Regions from separate parts of the Hordeum vulgare genome. Here region 2 is linked to region 1. The links are chromatin contacts, called in public Hi-C maps. All regions are on one chromosome and are shown on one strand. Each heading gives the region's core, a stretch centred on a gene start, on an enhancer-like site or on the middle of the called end of the contact. The rest is flanking DNA. Distances are from core to core; before and after follow the strand shown.

What was found. Hi-C and Micro-C count contacts between places; a contact is called where the count stands out from the background.
Region 2: a contact with region 1 is called in a Hi-C map of seedling, with 6 times the contacts expected there. The contact joins the promoter of LOC123426397 here to the promoter of LOC123426396 in region 1. A contact is called at or near these places in 4 of 6 Hi-C or Micro-C datasets (leaf and seedling).

What each region holds. Positions count from the first base shown.
Region 1 is chr2H:392,858,709-392,865,636 of MorexV3_pseudomolecules_assembly, forward strand. It overlaps LOC123426396, which reads right to left and starts at 4,769. Exons shown (of 5, transcript XM_045110228.1): 1 at 4,251-4,769; 2 at 4,059-4,174; 3 at 1,431-1,674; 4 at 1-1,218. The coding sequence starts at 4,730.
Region 2 is chr2H:393,259,887-393,266,693 of MorexV3_pseudomolecules_assembly, forward strand. It overlaps LOC123426397 (sulfoquinovosyl transferase SQD2-like), which reads right to left and starts at 3,791. Exons shown (of 8, transcript XM_045110230.1): 1 at 2,900-3,791; 2 at 2,753-2,826; 3 at 2,406-2,461; 4 at 2,173-2,256; 5 at 2,003-2,090; 6 at 1,756-1,833; 7 at 1,492-1,548; 8 at 545-1,264. The coding sequence starts at 3,448. The coding sequence ends at 751.

The DNA of each region.
Region 1 (6,928 bases), core at 3,519-6,018:
CTGGGGGTTGCTAGATGGTGGTGTCGAAGCTATAAGCCTCATTAGTGTTTCCCTAGCACTCCTCTCAACCAACGATTCGGTTTCTGGAATCAGAGGCTTCAAGCTAGGGAGCAGGGGAACAGCTGAAGTTATAGAAGGACCACAACTCACCAAATAAGCCTGACCAGAGGAACACATATCGATGACTGGGACATGCACAATAGGATCAGACATCAATGGTGTAAATGTTGAAACCTGTGAGCTATGCAATGAAACAAATGGTGAAGTAGGAAGTGGCAGGTGAAGCAAAGGAAATGCTGGAACCTGCGAACCATGCACAGGAACAAATGGCGAAGTGGGAAACGGAAGATGAAGTAACGGATATGTTGAAACCATAGAACCATGCAGGGGAACAATTGAAGTAGGAAGCGGGAGGTGAAGCGAAGGATCATGCAGTATCGATGGAAGATTAAGTGATGGTGAATTATTTGTATCCAACTTTGCAGAAAATGATGAGATAGATGATACTTCATTTGATACCAGCGAGCCCAGAGGTGTTTGAGGGAACGGTTCTACAGATGAAACTGGCATGTGCAGTGGGGTTACACTGTACTGCAGTGACGATGGGCATGGCGGACACCAGCAATAGTAAGGCTTAAATGGATTCTCTGAAGAACCCTCAGGGAGTGGACATTGAGTCGCAAAAGGATAAAGAGATGGCAGCAAGGGAAATGAAAGAGGCAGGTCTAGTGAAGGAGCTGAAGTGATACTGTTTTTTGAACAATCCCCATCACACACTTCACTGGTTGAATCAGGGTTAACACTCTTTGCTATCAAAGGATTTGCATCGATCAGAGCAGTTGATGGGCCCAACCAGTCCCCGCGCCGCTTCAGCTTCTCTCTCCCAACAACCTTTGCACAAGAGGTTCTTGGCACCCCATCTTTAAAAGTGCTGGACCTGGGACTCAGACTGGCTTGATAGATCGAGTTTGCTTTTGTTGCATTAGCAGCAGAGGTGCGAGACCTTGAAGACCTGGAAACGGCTGACGGGGATTGTAAAAGTTGCCCTTGCGAGCTTGAAGTACTGAGGAGGGCAGTAGATGCTCCCAACAATTTAGCATCTCCAATACTTGGTGCAAGAAGATAAGCATGTAAATTAGTAACAAAAGCATCAAGTCGCGAATTGGAGATGCCTGTGAGATCAGAGAGGGTTGGCCGGCCCTGAAGTAGATTTTTCATCTGTATCAAAAAAAATTGAGAGAGAATCAGCATACCATAGTACATGCGATTTTGCATGACGATTAAAATTATATTACAATTGCAGTTTATGTGGATAGGCTCCAGTTCTTGGGGTTTGCTCTCTATGTTAGATGTGGCACATCCCAGTCAATATTGCACATGGTTCGTGGTACATTTAAACAATAATTTGGTGGCCACTACAAAATACAAACCTTTGCAAGAAGCTCCATTCCGCATTCCTTCGACTTTTCAGCGCACCAGTAGTACAATCTTTTAGATTCTGAAATCCTGATGAGGAAAGAACGTCCAGAATTATCAGCTGGTATTTCTTCAATCACAACTTCTGAAACTTCGAGGCCATCGTTCAGGAGAGCCAGTTCCTCTGAACAACCATCATCACCGGAGAAGGCAAGGCGCATGCTCGATGAAGGCAGAAGGCCAAGGCTAAGCTTCCCTCTGTACATAGGAAGTGAGTGCATGTAAGATCCCTGACTTTCTATTCCGAACAAATAAAATAACAAAGATTTTTTTTCCAGTATCACAGCAGTTTTTTGGCTTGCTACCGAAAGAACACTGAGAAAAAAAAAAGAATACATTTCAACCAACTAAATGAAATCAGATCACAGAGGAACTTCAATAGAAAATACTAGAAGAAGATTACATAGACATTCTTGAATGCAAAGAATAGCCGTGCAAATGAGCACATAGTTAAGGAATAAGTGATAGAGCATAGAGACTTAAGCGCTCAAATATAGGTTTCCACCAGAGACACTGGAGGGCAGTGTAGAATATAAGTTCCTCAGCACCATATCATAGGCAGACCATAAAATAACCACCAACATACAGTACTTGAAGATGATTTTTAAGAAAAATAGCAGATTTGCCTTTTAATAGGAATAAGTGAAAGCACTGAATACAAATACCAAATTACAGTATTTGACAAATGTTTCTTCAAGAAAAGCTGCAGCACTGCCTTATCACTCGTACGAAAGAATCATGAAACATCTAATGTTTTTTCCTTCGCAGGTGATAAATCAAAAACTAAATCTCCTTAGACAAGTTGTGCCAGATCATAGCACAGGCAAGTTATGATTTTAGTTGCACAAAGTCTACAATAAATTCCGATAAGTGGATGATTATATTGCAAAAAATTAGGGCAAAGTAATACGAACCATCCATAGTCAATTATGGTCAGTGACCTCCATTTAAGGGAAAACCTCAATCAATTTGAACTGAAAAATGGAGAGAAATGATTGCCGATGGTAGAAATGTCGATAAAAACATCGATGGTGAATTGAAGGAAGGCGTATGTAACAAAGAATAGACAGGGTACATTAAGTACACAACATGGGTGGAGAGGAAGATAAAAACACGGCTATAAAACATAAAACAGATATTGGATGGAACAGCTCATTAAGCATAGGTAGGATAACTGGTTTTAGAATGAACATTGGTGTGAACACATTGATACATGTCCCTAACTGTCTGCAGTGAAACAAACAGTAAACTGCTGCATAAATCAACACTGGAGGAGCCTGTGATAAGCTAACTGCAACCACAAAACATACACATGATAACTGGAACACAGAAGTATGTGAAAACATCAATAAATGAGATATCAAACTCTTTGAAGTACCAATAAAAATTTCATCTAAAGCATCAAATAGTCCAGAATCCTATTGATCCAATCTCATCTAAGACTGCAATCGTGATGTGTGTGATTAGTTATTATTAATGCAGGTAACATAATACCGTAAGGCATGAAGGAAACTACCTTCTCTTTCCTCATATATCAGAGATTATGACACATGCCCAAATTACCTACAAATGGAAACATAATTTATTTGGTAGATGAACAATGCCATCACTAATAAGATGAAACATGTAATCCTAGAATCAATAATCTAGCATACGATACATCCTTCTTAATGAGGTCAGAATAGCTGAAAACACCTCTCCACAAAAAGCAATTATCAGGTGTCATGAAGTACAAGAACAAGAAAAACGCCATGTTAATAATGAAACCGGACAAAATGCTTAAATAGCAGAGATAATCGCAAGAACAAAATAACATGAAGGAAATACATGTTACAGCATTCTGCAACACAGCAGAGTAGCTGTATGAACAAAATCCTAACTAGGCTGTGACAATGACGTGAAAAGGGTGACTACCAGAAATAGGAATATTCAGTTTGTTATAGATTGGGAATGATATTATTGAGAAACTTACTGAATCATGACACTCGAATGTCATACTATTCCCATGCAACTAAGAGAAGGTTCATCACTTAACCAGACTGGCATATCTGACTAGACTCGAGTAACATGAAATGCAACAATTTGACGACTTATGTTGCACCAACATATTTCTAAGTGAATAACGGCTGCAATGAATGTAGAATGTGCACGATATTTACCACATCACACGGATACACACGTAATTTTCCAGAATCACCAGAACAACTACATGATGATACATTTCCTTCTAAAATTTCCGTTCTGTCTGGCAGATTAACAATTTTGTTATTTGGTGCACTTAATTCAGAAAAAAAAAAGTCAGCATCAGCAAAAGCTCAGTGTCCGGACAGAAGACACAATGTCCTCTGGCAGGTATAAAAATTATCTGACTGCATCCATGCTTCATACGCAGCAGGCATGCTAGACAGTTAGCAAACGAGAGAACTAGACATGCCCTACAATATTAATCATTTCATGACAACGTGTGCGACACACAACGGTGGCAATCTAAAAGAGAAGCCATCATGTGCGTGTTCCTCTGGTAGCTGGTATATTTGTGGTGCAAAAGCAATCCGGTTGAAGTTAAATTTGTGGGTGGCTACCTGATGGTTGTTGGGCAGAGGAGGGCGCCGTGGCGATCGACCTTGCCGACGCGCAGAGAGACGAGAGGAACGCAGAGACACCTTGCCAGCATGCCCACCTCCGAGACCTCAAAGTGCTGCAGCGCCCGCCCGATGAGGTGAGAAGAGAACCAATCGATGGCACTTATCGACCACAGGGATAGGAAATGTCACCTGAGAGAGGTGAGATATGAAGCGGTTCTCGGCGGCGGAGCATGACACGTTGAGGGTGAGGAGGGGCCTGAGACGGTCGTCGGCGCGGCAGGCCCCAACGAGCTGCTGGCGGAGAGGCAGCGGGCGATGAGCATCCTCTCCTCCTCCTCCTCCTCGTTCCGATCCGGAGGTCTCCGGCTCGTCGTCGTCGGAGTTAGGGAAGGAGGAATAGGATCCATCTCGGCTTGGCGGCTCACCCATCGGGAGAAAGGCAGGAGGGAATCCTAGGGTTTGCTCGAATCTGGTGGGAGACAGGATTGGGGGAGGAGAGAGCGAGATGAGACAGGAGACGGGAGGGGAACCACGAGACCAGAACCAAATCAATCGCAGACCGGGTGGAGAGGAGGCAGATATTTTCCAAGCGACTGATTGCAATTGCGCCCCTCGGGGTGTGGCCCCGATCCATCCTCTCCGTCTCGTCCGTCCAACTTTGGGCCCCATATCCACCCATCTCCGCCCTGCACAAGGAAACGACCACCAGCCAAGGCACACTTCCTCTCGGCATAGGTTCAAACGCTCCGGTTTGGTAACACACGTATGGGCACCGGTGAAACCTCCTCGTGCCCTCATCCGTTCTATCTTAAAGCAACTTAAGATGGACCGACTCAAATGGATTATGTTTTTGTATGCTTTTGTATCCGTTTGGATCAATCGCCCGTCCGACGTTCGTCCTGTTTTAAGTTTGGATCAGCAGTGCGTTCAATGCGTCGATCCATTTCATGTCCGTACATAATTTTTAAAAAAGGTCCGCGGTCATAGATCATGCGAGAGACCATAGATCATGCCAGCATCATTGCCAGCGCCGGCATACAATCACCATACAGTTCATGTTGGCGCACTCGCCAGCGGCCGACACACATGCGAGCATACAAAAAGGGATGTAATTTAAGTTCGACCACGCCATCGCGGTCTCGTGGTCATGCCAGCACACGTGTCGGCATACAAAAAAAGGCTCGCGGTCATAGATCACTCCTCGTCGAACTTGAGCATGTTGGCTTGCATCTTCTCAAACCACGACCTCTTCCTTGGCGACACGGTGTTGAGATCTACCTTCATGATCTCCACCCCGGTCATCATGCTCGCGAGAGTCACTTCTTTTGCCTTGGCCTTGGCGTTGCCGGCCTTAATCTCTAGCATCTTGGCTTGTTTCTCCCCTCCATCTCAAGCATCTTGGTTTGCTTCTCAGTGTTCATCTCAAGTGTCCTCCTTTGGATCTCCATGAAGGCGTTCATTTGCTCTTGTTTGTAACGCTGGCGCTCCTCCTCCCTTGAGTCCTTCTTGCTCATTATGCCCTCCACGCTTGCGATCAAGGCGTTCGACGCCGCATCCCGCTTGTCCTCCTTCTTGGAGTTGGTCTTCCCCCGCGGCCGTGCGTGCTCACCGTGCCCAACCTCCTCCACGGCTTGCTTCCCCCACGCGACTTGAGGACGGCATATTGTGCCATGAACTTCTCCTCGCCTTTGATGACCCTAAAGCAATGGAAGAGGTTGAAGCACTTGTCATTGTGTTGGACCTTGAATGCCTCCAAAGCTTAAAATGCCTACAAATGTATTTCATGCAGGCATATTGGCAAATGGTATGCAAATGAACACGCAAGCATAAACTTGATGACACAAAAGAGGGCGCCTTGCTAGCATACCATGTCTTGCATGTCGATGCCGCTCACAGGACGGGCCTTGACGCTCTCAAGAGTGGCACAAATCTTGTTGCACACTTGTTGGATCACCCTCCATCGCTTCAAAATAGACACCCACCCGCGCGTGCTTACTATTTGGTACGGCGGAAACTTCTTGCGCTCATGAAACTCACGGTGGACACGAATCCAAAACGTTGAATGCTTTTGTTTGGCGCACGTCTTGGGGTCTTGCCCAATGTCTCTCCAACACTCGCAAAGAAGCTTGTCCTCAGCCGCCGTGTGTGCCTTGGTCCGCTTGCTCTTGTGATTCGGCCGCTTCGCACAGGCGGCTTGGTTGGCGAGCTTGTCCTCAAACAAAGGCTCCCCTTCGATGTCACACTCGTCCTCTTCCTCTTGCTCGTAGTCCTCCGGAAACTCGTGGTCGAGTGGGAAGCCGTCCACGTCCATGCCGACCTGATCACGCATGAAGGCCGCCTGGTCTTGATTAAAGTTGAACGACATGAACGCCCCTCGGTCGCCCTGACTTTGTGTCTCGTCGGGATCGTAGCCAGCGGCCGACGCACCACCCTCGAAGATCAAGTATGTATGTAGTCCTCGTCGCCGGCGACCGGCATTTCGTCGAACAGATTGCGTACACCCGACAGCATGTCTGCTGGCATCTGTCGCGCGTGTTTCCTCGCGCCTCCGGATGACGAGCCACCGGCCACCGGTGTGGCATTGAGGTCGATGGGCGCAGGCGTGGGCGTGGAAGGCACCACCATGCTCACCTCCGGCGAGCACTCCCCGGAGAGGCGGGAGGCCTGCGGGTAGACGTAGAAGTGGGGCATCGGGGTGCAAGCTGACGCGCGGGGCGAGTCGGGCAACGCCATCCGAGGGAACGTGGATGAGTGATACGCCCCAAACGTATCTATAATTTATGTTTGTTCCTTGCTCTTTTGGGTGACATTGTCATATGTTTTGCTACACTTTCATACATTTTTACACATATTTGGACTAACCTACT
Region 2 (6,807 bases), core at 2,541-5,040, 400 kb after region 1:
CCGCCGCCAGCAGGGTGCACGCTGGGGAGGGGGGTTTGGACCCACAACTTTCGTGTTAAAGGTGGTCTTGTCTTATTTTAGAGCATCTCCAACAACCTTTGTATATTTGGCTAGGATTGCAAAAACTGGAAATATAGCAACTTGGCCCAAAAATGTTGCTCCAACAGCTTTTGTATAAGTGGTCCCTCACAAATTGTTTTACAAAGCTTGCTATATTTGCACCCACACTTGGCATATTTGCAAAGTGGAGAGGCACTTGCTATAATTTTTAGCAACCCAATTTTTATGGTCCCCTACATCCCTTTGTTTCATTGACAAGTGGACCCCGCCGCCTCCTAGATTCCTGCTGCCTTGGGCCTGGCACAGGTCCCCACGTGTCATTGAGAGGCTTGCTAAATTTTATAGCAATGCTATTGAAACAAAAAACTGTTGGGGTTGCTAAATGTTCTCTTTCCTCCTGCTATACCTAGTTTTTAGTTTTTAGCAAGTCAGAATAGCAATGTTGTTGGAGATGCTCTCAGGGATGTTATAAAGACGTCTTGTGTAAGCCAAAATCTGGTGTCAACGAATAGCAAGCAGTATAACATTTACAGCCTACCTCCAGAGCAAACTGGAGTTACTTCTGTTGGCTCCAATTTAATTAAGCATTACATATTCACGTTAGGTGTCCCAGGATTCTTTCTATCTTCCAAGACTGATGGGCTCAACAGAATGGTTGATTGATTCTATGACTTGAATACAACGAATCTCCTATGACTGATTTGTTATGGCGGCGGCGGGAACAGGAGCAGACCTGAAGAGCCTCCGGAACACCCACTGGAGTGGTCTCAGCAGCTGCGATCTCTTCTTGCGCCAGAACCAAATCGCGGCGCTGTACTGCTCGTTCCGAATTTTCCTCGTCGCCGCCTTCCAGCCAAATTTCTCCATCTCCTTCCTGGCGGCCTTCCCCATTGTCTCTCTCAACTCTTCACAGGAGAGCAGGCGTTCAACCTTCCCAACACAGTCATCGACATCACCCGGTGTGTACAGAAAGCTGGTCTTTCCTTCCTGGTCCTCAGGAATAATGTCAGGTATGCCTCCAGCTCGAGCAGCGACCACCGGAACTCCCGATGACATTGCCTCCAACACAACAAAACCCAGCGTCTCTGATTCAGAAGGCATCACAAACACATCCCCACTGGCATAGGCCTGTGACAGTTCTTCCCCTTGCAATGTCCCTGTGAACACTGCAGGCATTCCTGAAAACATCTCTTCAAGTTCAGGCCTGCAGTAGAAGGCACATTTTAAGCATGGCAACAGTGTGTACTCTTCTTACAAGAGGATTTCAGTCTCTTATTACATAAAAGAAGAAGCAAGTTTCATGACAATATGCAAGAGTCACTTTGGAGAATAGATCAGTAGTTAGCAATTTCAACAGTCAAATCAACTACACTGTGCCTTTTTCTACTGAAGGAAGAAATTAACTAGTTTCTATGATATAACGATCCACACCTGAATGGGCCATCTCCAATGAATGCAATTCTTGCTCCTGGAAGTCGGTCCATGACTCTGGAAAAAACAGAATCCGATGTCAGCAGTGAGTGACACTTGGTGAACGCAGGATATGAATTAGCTAGATAAAAAGATCAAGATTAAATTATGTCAATAAAACATTATGGTAACAATAAGGGGGCATGAGCAGCAGGTAAGGTTTCGATCACACACACCTTTCACTTTGCACTGCAGCGTTAAAAATCAGAAACGTCATGAGCTCACCTCTTATGAAAATCCAAGCTTTTCTCAACTCCTAAGCGTCCAACATAGATTATCAGTGGCTTCTCTGGTTCACCGTTCCTGTCATATAGAAGAAGCATACAAGCAACACAGTTAGTCACGTGAAAGATATATCTGATCATATCGACTCATTCTGCAGTTTCCTTGACATACTCGGCGAGGCAAGAACCCATTAGCATCATTAAAACTGCATCACAAATGGACCAGCTGAGCAAACTAGATTACATACGTTAGCATTGACCGCATTTCCTGATTACGGAAACGAGGATGGAAGCTTTCTGAATCCACGCCCTTGTTCCAAAGGCGTATCTTATTGGCTGGAAACATGCACCGTGAGAGGAAGATGTTGGACCTTGGAAAAAAGTGATAGCATGGAGTAGTATGTATGTTTGCGCAAACCTGCTGTAACACGGGCTGCTTTAAGGTCCCTGCCAATAGCGGCTGATGGTACCAGTGTGAGATCCGCAGCTCGGTGCAAGAATTCTATATCAAGCGAAGATTGTATCAGCTGGCTAGTCTGGCAAGAGAGGTTATACATTTGTGAAGTACTCCCTCTGTACACTAATGTAAGACGTTTTTGCAGACTGCAAAAACTTCTCACATTAGTGTACGGTACATAAGAGAAAACTTACTTATAACTAGCCACATGGGCTTGACAAGCCAGCTGAATGTATACCTGGGAATATAACTGTCATAGATAAACAAGGATCAGGTCGCCTCTCTAGCTGGATAAATTAACCCATAATTCCTTGGATTATAGATATCATTCACGAAATGCACATAACATCGTGGATGGTGTTTTTCTGCTAGGAGCTGAAGATTAATTAAATGGTCTAGCTGTGTTGGCCTAGATAAGAGAAGATATATTTTCAGTTTTGTTCAAGTTGCAGTTCTGTTGCTGGCATAAAATCTCCTTGTGTTTTGGAAATGGGTGTGCATGAGTTGTAAATTTGTCAAAGGGGAAGGTTAGTCAACTCACATTGGAACATGGGTGTGGTAGGACATTACTAGAGGGACGCATAGCAATTTTGCGATGATTAGGGCGCCGAATACCTGGGAATTTAAGGAAAAATATGAAATCTCCATTATTGTCGAAATACAGAAAGGAGATTGGTTAGTAGCATACCATGATTCCAGGGGAAGAGGCGTGGATAATGTCGGGCTTGAACCTAGCGACTTCTCCAATGATTCTGGGGCTGAGGGCAAGCGAGAGCGGGACCTTCTGATACCAGGGGCAAGGGAAGCTCCAGGATCCGATGAGCTTGGCGCCGTGGAACTCGTCGGGGACGCCCTCGTGGGTGGTGATGACGATGACCTCGTCGCCCATCTCGCGGAGGTACTTGATGAAGTTCTGGAAGCGGTTCTTGTAGCCGGAGACGTAGGCGAAGGGGGAGGGCTCAACGAAGAGCGCGATGCGGCGGGGCCGCGAGTCGGCTTCCGAAGCGGGCGGGGGCTCCTCCTGGTGGTCCAGCTCGTCGTCCCGCAGCAAGACCGGCGACGAGGAGGAGGAGGAAGAGGCACTGGTGCTGGTGCTGCATGACGACGACGGCGAGAATGGGAGGAGGAGGTGGCGGCGATGCAGGCGAAGGGAGCCAGCCCGTTGGCGTGACGACGGAGCGATTAGAGGGAGAGGAGACGGCTTGGACACGGCGAGGATGGGCGCCGCCCTCGCCATCCTTGCCTCGTCCTTGCAGCAATTTAATCCTTTTCCGATACTCGTTTGCTTTGGTTGAATCGAATCGAATCGATTGAGGTTACTCGCTCACTGGGGCGAGGCGAAGAAAGCAGAGCTGGAGCTTGGAGCTGGAGAGGGGAGTGGACGCAAGTCAGGGGTTCCCTCTTGGCCTTGGCCTTGGCCTTTGACGCACTCGCATATTCGAAGTTTCGAACGCACCACACGAGACGAGCATATTCGAATGCCAAATCGAATTGATCAAGGCATCAAGCCATGACTGAGCGACCGCATCTCTACACACACGCACGCGCTGTATCGCTCTTCCACTCTTTGCGGTTTGATTGAGGGATCGAAAAGGCCAAATCTCGGGGAACATTTGGGCCCCGAGTTCCACGAGATATCGCATTATCCGATTCCAGCCAATCAGCTCCCAAGTGCTAGCCACTCACCAAACATGCGACTGGTTCTCCCTTTTTTTTCTGCCAACACAAGACTTTTTTTGGAGGTTTTTTTCTAAAAAAAATCTCGCCGTTTTATTCATTAGCAACAATAGACATAGGTACAACGTTTGGATCATGAGGATTGTCCCACCAAACATATCTACCTACTCCAAGATTACAAGTAAACTTAAAGAGTGTCGGCTCAATGAGACCTGGGGTATCATGGCCCGTCTGTCGTTGGCCCGAAGAACAACGCGTAGGCTGGCTCAAAAGAGGCAGACGGACCGTGATACCCCGGGTCTAGGGCACCTGTCGTGCCTGCCGCCCTTGGCACTCCCGGGCGGCGCCCCGGGCCGCCACAGAGCCTGTTGGGGAGCGCTTGGCCTCCTCCGTCCACCCGTCTGTGAACGACCAAGCACGTGACTACTCTACCGTCGTCTCCTCGCTCGCGCGTCGTAACCCTCCTAGTCCGCACGTCGCACTGCTCATGACCCAGAAGCTTCTGCGCTATCGCCCCGCCAACGACGGCTACGAGGCCTGGCTCGAGCGCTTCACCGAGCTCGTCGACACCGCGCACACCACCTTGGGCCATGATGGTCCGGCGCCCTCCCGCTCCATGCTCCCTCCACCGTCACATGTCGACCAAGCCGAGCACGAGGCTCCGCCTCCTCCTCTTCCTCCGACGCGCACGGCGAAGCCACCCCACGGGCCGATGGCACCGGCGGTCGACGACGAGAATTGCCAAATCATCCACCACGCGCCCCAAGACGCGCATGCGGGTCACGAGAGGGCGCCCAACCGCGAGGACCGTGTTCTCCAGGACGTCGCCATTGATGGGCACCAGAATTGCGCGGCCCTCAACGGAGGTGTCTCCACCACCGGGGCCTACTTGGCCCTCACCCTCGAGCTGTGCTGCATGGTGTGGCCTGACAAGTTCAAGCCGAAGCTTCCTCCTTGCTACGACAGCAGCGCCAACCTCATGGAGTTCCTCGTGCTTTATAGCATCAGCATCCAGGCCACAAAGGACGACGACCAGGTCATGGAAAACTAGCTCCCCGTGACCCTCAAGGACGCAGCACGCGCATGGCTCCAGAACCTCCATGAGGCGTCCATCTCTTCACGGGAGGACCTATGCAAGCAGTTTGTCGCTAACTTTGCGGGCACGAGCGACCACCTCCTCACGCTCAACGACCCGCGGGTCGTGCGCCAGTGCCCTAACGAGCCCCTCCGCAAGTTCATCCATCACTTTAGCCAGGTGCGCAATAGGATCCCGAGGGCCTCCGATGCCACCATCGTCTCCGCCTTCACCAAGAGTATCACCGATGTGAAGATGTGTGGGAAGCTCTCCGGCAGGGACGATCTTGACTCTGCGGCAGAGCTCTTCCTCCTCGGCGACCGATGCGCCATGGCCGAGGAAGGGCGCCTTTTCCTCTGCGACGGCCCTCGCACCGAGCCTGGCACGGTGAAGCCCAAGGACAAGGACTCAAAGCACAAGGGCCCTGTCATGCTCAAGGCGGAGCCCGAGCAGCAGCACATCGCGACCGCAACGAAGCGCCCAAGAAGCCCTTCCGCGCCTACCACAACGTGAACTCCGACAACACCGAAGGTTGCCACGAGCTCACGCAGCTCCGTGAGGGCCGCGCCGGTTGCCATGGAGGCCACCAGGAGAGTGGCAGCGGGCGCGGAGGTGGCTGATGGGGTAACAACTATGGTGACACTTGTTAGGGCTGGCACAACCAGCCGTGGCAGGATGACCCTCAGTCCAACACTGCCCCACCACCCGCCAACAAAGCCCCTCCTGCTGAGAACATCGGGGCTGCCAAGAGCCTCGCAGGGTGGCCTGCATCCTGGGCGGCACGTCACATCAGAAACAAAACAAATTCCTATGCTCACCAAGATCATCTATGAAGATCAACAGCTACGAGAGGAGGAGTGTATCTACATACCCTTGTAGATCGATAAGAGGAAGCATTGAGAAACGCGATTGCTGTAGTCGAACGACTTCGCGATCCAATCACGATCCATCCTGTGATCCAATTGCGAACGTCCCGATCAAGTTCCGAATGGACGACACCTCTGTGTTCAGCACACGTACAACTCAATGACGCCTTCACCACCTCGATCTAGCGAGTGTGGGTGAAGTAGTATCTGAGTTCTCCGGCAACATGACGGCGTGACGGCGGTGGTGGTGCTACGATTTCGGCAGGGCTTCGCTAAGCACTACCATGATCATGACGGTGAAGAAGTACTACGAGGGATAGAGGGAGGGCGCCGCCAAGGACTTGTGTGTTGGTTGCCTCCCTCTCCTCTCATATATATAGGGGGAGGGTGGAGCGTTGGTCGGCCTAGGGTTTCCCCTAGGAGGGATGGCGGCCAAGGTGGGAAGCCTTGCCACCCAAGGCAAGGGGTGACGCCCCACCTTGGCTACCCTAACCCTTTGGCCGCATGGGCCTTCACGTTGGAGGGTGTCCAGCCCACCAGGGGCCGGTGCGCCACCTGTCACCGCCCATAGGGCCCTCCAGGGCAGGTGGACCCACCCAGTGGACCACCGGAACCTCCTTCACAAAACTGGTAACTTTTCGAAAATCTTCCGGAAGTCGAATACCAACTTCCCATATATCAATATTCACCTCCGGACCATTCCAAAGCTCCTCTTCATGTCCGAGATCTCATCCGGGACTCTGAAAATCCTTTGGTCACCAACACAATAACTCAAGCATGTCTATATCATCATCGAACGTTAAGTGTGTAGATCTTACGGGTTCGAGAACTATGTAGACATGACCGGGACACCTCTACGGTCAATAACCAATAGCGGGACGTGATCATCATACTAGTTCCTACATATTCTATGAAGGCCTATATCGGTCGAACCAACGATGTCAGCGATTCAGCTAATCCCGTATGCAGTTCCCTTTG